2 separate regions of the Gossypium arboreum genome follow, and region 2 is linked to region 1. The links are chromatin contacts, called in public Hi-C maps. All regions are on one chromosome and are shown on one strand. Each heading gives the region's core, a stretch centred on a gene start, on an enhancer-like site or on the middle of the called end of the contact. The rest is flanking DNA. Distances are from core to core; before and after follow the strand shown. Region 1 holds the start of LOC108482942 (pentatricopeptide repeat-containing protein At1g26460, mitochondrial). Region 2 holds the start of LOC108480090 (protein KTI12 homolog).

Region 1 (2,862 bases), core at 212-2,711:
CTCAAATAGCATTCCAATAACCAAATCATAAGTCTCATCGTCAGGCAGAGATTCTGTTCCACCTTGCAGCATCCTGATAGAAATAGATTGAAGGTGAATATCACCAATATTTTAGAAAACAATTCCAAAGATAAACATGCTAAAGCAGCGTATTACTGATGCTATTGAATTCCTAGAAAAATGAATGCACATCCTTATTGAAAGCAAATTGATGAAAAAAAGGTCTTTAAAGTTTTAAAAGGAAATATATATATTCATCCACGACCACACAACCCCAAGTCCGATAGTATGGCAGAAGTGATTGTAACAAAAAATATATTATATATATCATTTTAAATAAAAAAAATCCAAACTCTCAATATAATTACAAAAAAAGAAACAAAATTAACTTAAAAGATTAATCCAAGCTCACTGCTACGAAATGCAAATAAACAAACTTTAGCAGCAAATTAGAAACAATTTTAGTTATATCCCTTCTCATTTATTAACTCAAATATTTATGGAACTTTCAAGCAAAAGGCAACCTACAATTATCCAAAACACCCCAAAAAAAAACATAGGGCTTTAAAAGAGAGAAATTGGGGGGAGCATAGTGCTACTATAACTAACCGTTCAAGCAGCTTCTCAGCAGCTTCAGTTTCCTTAGCTTGCTTCATAGCCTTTAAAACGAAATTAAAGGTCGCTGTATTGGGAACAATGGCAAACTCGTCCATTTGCGCCACCAAATCAAGCAAATCACCTGCCGATGCTCCGATCATAAAACTAGCCCTCAAATACTGATTATAAAGATTCACATCGGGCTTATTGGGCTTCCCATTCTTATCCAGCGATCGAACCCAGAACTCAAATAGCTCTTTCACGTCGGTCCATCGTTGCTGAGTCATCAAATCAGCAAAATGGTTCATTAAAGCAGGGGCATCAAGGATTTGGGAGAGGTATTGAATCCGTTGGCCAGGAGTTTGGCTGAGGAAGCCGAGGGGAATAAGGGATTGCGCTAGGGAGGTTGTTTTTCTGGCTGCGTTTGGGTCTCGCCAGTTCTCGTGGTAAAGGGGGCTGCCGGAGGCTGGGTTGGGAGGGAGAGGGGTGGTTTGAGTTTCAGCCGTGTGGGCTGACTCGGCAAGTTGGGGTTCTTGAGAGAGGAAAGGGAAGCTGGAAATGGATTTGGCTTGGCTTACTCGGAGTAGGATTCGTGTTCTGGTCAAGATCGCCATTTGTGAAGCCATTTTTTGTTCACTGTCAATAGTGAAGCAAAAGAGCTAACTTCTCAGGTTAGGGTTTTTGAGACGACGAAAAGGGGTTATCGCCTTTGAAGGAGACAATAGTAAATTCAATATTGGGTTAATTTCATTATACATACACAAAGTATTTCCGATTCTAAATTCATCCCTAAATTAAAAAATGTTCGCAAAGAATCAAATTTTTATTGAGGGGTGAGATCGGTTTATAAGAAATCGGGGTATTTGGTTTTTTTATTTTTCGAATCGGTGGTCGGTACGGATTTGGGTTTCATATGGGCTTTGAGCTTTTGAATTTTATTAATAATTAGATTAAATTATTTTTGTTTTATGTTTTTAAGACATTATTTGGCAATTTTATTTTTTTAATGATACATAAAATCTCAATTAATATATTTATTTAAAAATAATTTATAAAATTTATAATTAAAAATTCAATTAAACTTTGATTTAATCACACTCAACCTTCATTGAACATGGTTAAATATTAAATTATTTGTATTTTATAACTCTTAATGTGTAATGATAGTAAAAAACACCCAACTTGAAAATGTTAATAATGGTAATCCAAATTTTAAAAGTTTTAACAACAATAATAAATAAACAATGCATTCGTAAGAGGATGAATTTGAAATTAGATTTAGGGTTTATTTTTTATTTTTATTCAATTATAGAATATGTAAAAGCATAATAAAACTGTATTTAGCTTTTAGAAGCAATGAGTTTTGTTTTGGATTTTAAATATATTTAAATTTGGGTTTCTTTTTAAAAATTTTAAACTTTTTTTTTTTAACTTTTCGATATCTAATGAAATAAACTGAAATCTAACTGAATTGATGTGGTTCAACGAAATCATCTAATTAGAACTGAACTAAACTATAAAAAAACACGAACAGAATTGTCTATTCGACTCAGTTTCTTGGTTTGATAGGTTTTTTTTAACCCTAATTGTATTAATTAGATTACTCCCTCAGCTTAAATTGTTAACACGATAGTGTATGTTGTATTAACAAGTTGAGTATGACATATTAAAAAATAATGTAATAAAATTTAAGATTTTCTTTTAACAGGTCCATTTACCATTCAAAACAGTGGCAGGGCAATTAGCGAGTAGATTAAAAAAGTGACTTACTTAAACTACTTTCTCTTTTTGGGTGGTGATCGAGTTTGAGAAGAAGAAATAAGAATGGATAATTGATTCCTACTCTCCGGATGTGCTTCATTTTTTGTTATTGTTTACAGCTTATGTCTTATTCATGTTAGCTCACAGTATTATATGGTTTTGGCTTGATGCCAGCAAAGCATCTGCAGGTGTTTTACAAATACAACATTCATCATTTCATACTACATAGCACTAAAAAATGATTCTATTCTAATATCAAGAGGCTCAAATATTGATTGCATTCCCACAGTTCAGTAATAAATTAATTTACTACACCAATGTGTGATTGGCTCATACAAATATGATCCCATTCTCCTTAATGGTGTCAAGAACTATGCCTAGCTTACCTTCAATCCTCTCACCCTTTCTAGGCTCGTAAGACATTGCATACACATCGGCTTCCTTTGATCGTTCAGCAATAAGTTTCCCGATTGTTCTGCATGCATTGTGGTCTGTGAGTGATGC
Region 2 (2,862 bases), core at 212-2,711, 230 kb after region 1:
TTACCCTTTTTCAAGCAATAGTTCCAAGTTCTCGATTCAGATAGTCTACAAACATCCTCTTTGCACTGCTGGAATCGGAAGGGGGAGGTCGTCCACTCAAACTTGTTTGTCCTGTTAACTTGATGAATGTTCTCCGCAATCTCCGTAGCTCCGGCAACCCAACCGATCTAGAAATATCGATATTCGGTAAACCTTGACCAATGGAGATACTGGCAAGAGGTCCTCCAATTGACTGGGATTGTGCTTCCACAATAGCATTAATCACCTCCTGCGTGGCTCTGTCCATCTCATACAGTGAATTTGCCTCTGAAAACCGGGTATTTTGTGTGGCAATGGTTGGCTGCAAAATCTTAACATCCCGAGATTTCGAGTCTGCTTTTTTTGTCAAATACGAAACCACATCTACAATGGCAATAGAAGATCTCTCCACTCCATCATTATGAGCCCATAGCTCGAACAAAGGTGAATCCCAACGATTTCTTCTATCCGGTTTCTCAAATCTTCTAACTAAATCCTCAAATATCACATCATTATATGCAGCCTCTCCCTTCTCCCGACGCTCTTCATTCCATTTCCTACATTGCGATTCTCTAACATCACAGTACAACACACAGTACCTTATCCCAGCAGCACGAGCCAAACACCACAACTCGTATCGATAACCCTTGATACTGTTCAAAGAATCAACTATAATGATATTATCTCTGGAGACAGACCTATCAACTTCGGACCTAAGCACTCCCCGTAAATTCTTCTCTGATGGCATATTAGCATAGCTCTGATTACGATCAAGATGAAATGAAGTCTCATCGATGATCCTTACAGTCTGTTTACACTCTGATTCATTCAGAGCTTCAGCTAGACATTTCGCAGCTGTCGACTTCCCACTGCACGGCTGCCCACAAATTACCACCAATGCCATCTTTTTTTTTAAAGTCTTTTTCTTACAAAATTGGGTTTAGACCGCAGCTCGCTAAGCTGCAGTTCCTTGAAATCTCACTGTTCATAAATTAAAAAAGTAATTCAAATCAAGATTTTCCTTTGCCTCAAATTTTTACATATACTTGCTAATACTGTAACATTCTTCAAAGTTTTCAGATTACATAAGACATGTATAGTTTTATAGGAAACTATATGGAAGATATAACTGAAACCCAGATCGTATTTCAGCAAGATGCAGAAATAAAATAAATAATCTAGAAAAATTGCAAAAGAATTAAATTAGGGATCAGAAGAATCCTGCAAAAAGCAGTAAGAAAAAGGACCAAAGATTAAACCGCCAAAAAGTTCTAAAAACTTGAAAACCGTAGTTAAGTAAATTACCTTGGTCGGAGATTTGAATAACAGACAGGCAGAGAGGGAGGTCGCGTTAGGAGGAATCCGCCGACCTGAATGGAAAGGCATGTAATGGAACACTAAGCTTCCATCATATTTTTGCACTTTATGGATTTTCTTATATTTGGGCCCTTTGATTTGGTCAAGATTGGGCCTTCAGTCCCAACTTACCAATAGTTCATTTTAATGAATATATGTTAAATTTTGTTATTAGTCCCTGTATTATGTGTTAGTTGTGGAATTAGTTCAGCTACTTTAATTGGCCAATTTTTATTGTTGTACTTTTTAAATTTTAAACTTCTAGTTGACCCGAATGATATAAATTGAGTCCCTTAAGTCAAATTAAGCTATTATTCCTATATTATGCGTATTCTTCAATTTAATTTTCTTTAGTATCTATACTTTTCGTATTTTTAAAATGGGATAATGGCAAGAAAGGCCCTTGTACTTTAGGTTTGTTCTAATGTGACACATGTATTTTCAAAATGTCCAATTTCATACATGTACTTTTGTTTTCGTTAAATATTTCGGTACCTAACCTTGATTACGTCATATTTTATGTTGATGTGGCATGTTGCCCAACCAAGGGCTGCCATGTGATTGTTTGTTGACATTTGACTTGCTAGGTGAGGTCCTTACGAGCAATTCTTCTTTTTCTCGTGGAAAATTTGGAGAAATATAACATTTTTATTGAAAATTATAGTCCTTTCAAAAATATAATTTTTTTTATAAATTCATTTTAAAAATATATAAAAATTATATTCTTTTAAAAATAATTTTTTAAATATAAATTGTTTAAATATATTATTTTTATTATAAATATTTTATTATTAGATAGATGTTCATCAAAATCAAGATAAGTTTGATATATATTATGACTCTCATGTTTATTAAAAGTAGATTTGTTCATGTGCCATGCCACCTGAGCTGACAAAAAGGTATGCTCAAAAAGTGAGAGAATTTGGGCAAAAATATAAGTCCGAAAAATGGACTTAGACAAAAAAAATGAGGCCCATTTAAAAAACAAGTTGGGCCTCAAGTAAGGCTCTTTTGGCTTGAGCTTGGCCCGAATTAGCAAAAAGACAAAAAAAATGTTATTTTATTGTTGTTTTCTTGTTGTTTTTCACTATTTTGCTATCATTTCACTATAATATTACTATTATTTTGTTATTATTGTCTGCGTATTGTATAACTCTTATTTTATTGTTAATTTTGTTATTGTTTTAGAGACATTTGCTTGTTAAATTACACCTATCTTCTTGTTATTTAAGTATAAATATTTTTAATTTATTTTCAAATTGTTAGGAAACATTTATTTGAATGTTTTAGTATTTTGATGTATTATATTTTAAATTTTTCATATAATAAATAATATAAAAATTAATTCATTGGGCCAAACCCATGATTTAGCATTTTATTCAAGCCCATTTTTAGGTTGAGCCAAGTTCAGGCGTAAAATTTTGGCAAGGCCCGACCTAAATCTGTCTCAGCTCGTCCCATGGATAGGTCTAAATAGAAATAAAGTTT

Evidence for each region. A called contact is a pair of places that touch in the nucleus more often than the background predicts.
Region 2: a Hi-C map of leaf shows a contact between it and region 1, with 6 times the contacts expected there. The contact joins the promoter of LOC108480090 here to the promoter of LOC108482942 in region 1. A contact is called at or near these places in 5 of 5 Hi-C or Micro-C datasets (all in leaf).

What each region holds. Positions count from the first base shown.
Region 1 is chr3:44,883,750-44,886,611 of ASM2569848v2, forward strand. LOC108482942 (pentatricopeptide repeat-containing protein At1g26460, mitochondrial) reads right to left here and starts at 1,462. Exons shown (of 7, transcript XM_053025694.1): 1 at 610-1,462; 2 at 1-73. The coding sequence starts at 1,223. LOC108480867 reads right to left here. Exons shown (of 2, transcript XM_017783993.2): 2 at 2,601-2,862. The coding sequence ends at 2,689.
Region 2 is chr3:45,117,486-45,120,347 of ASM2569848v2, forward strand. It overlaps LOC108480090 (protein KTI12 homolog), which reads right to left and starts at 1,462. Exons shown (of 4, transcript XR_001870545.2): 1 at 1,324-1,462; 2 at 5-999.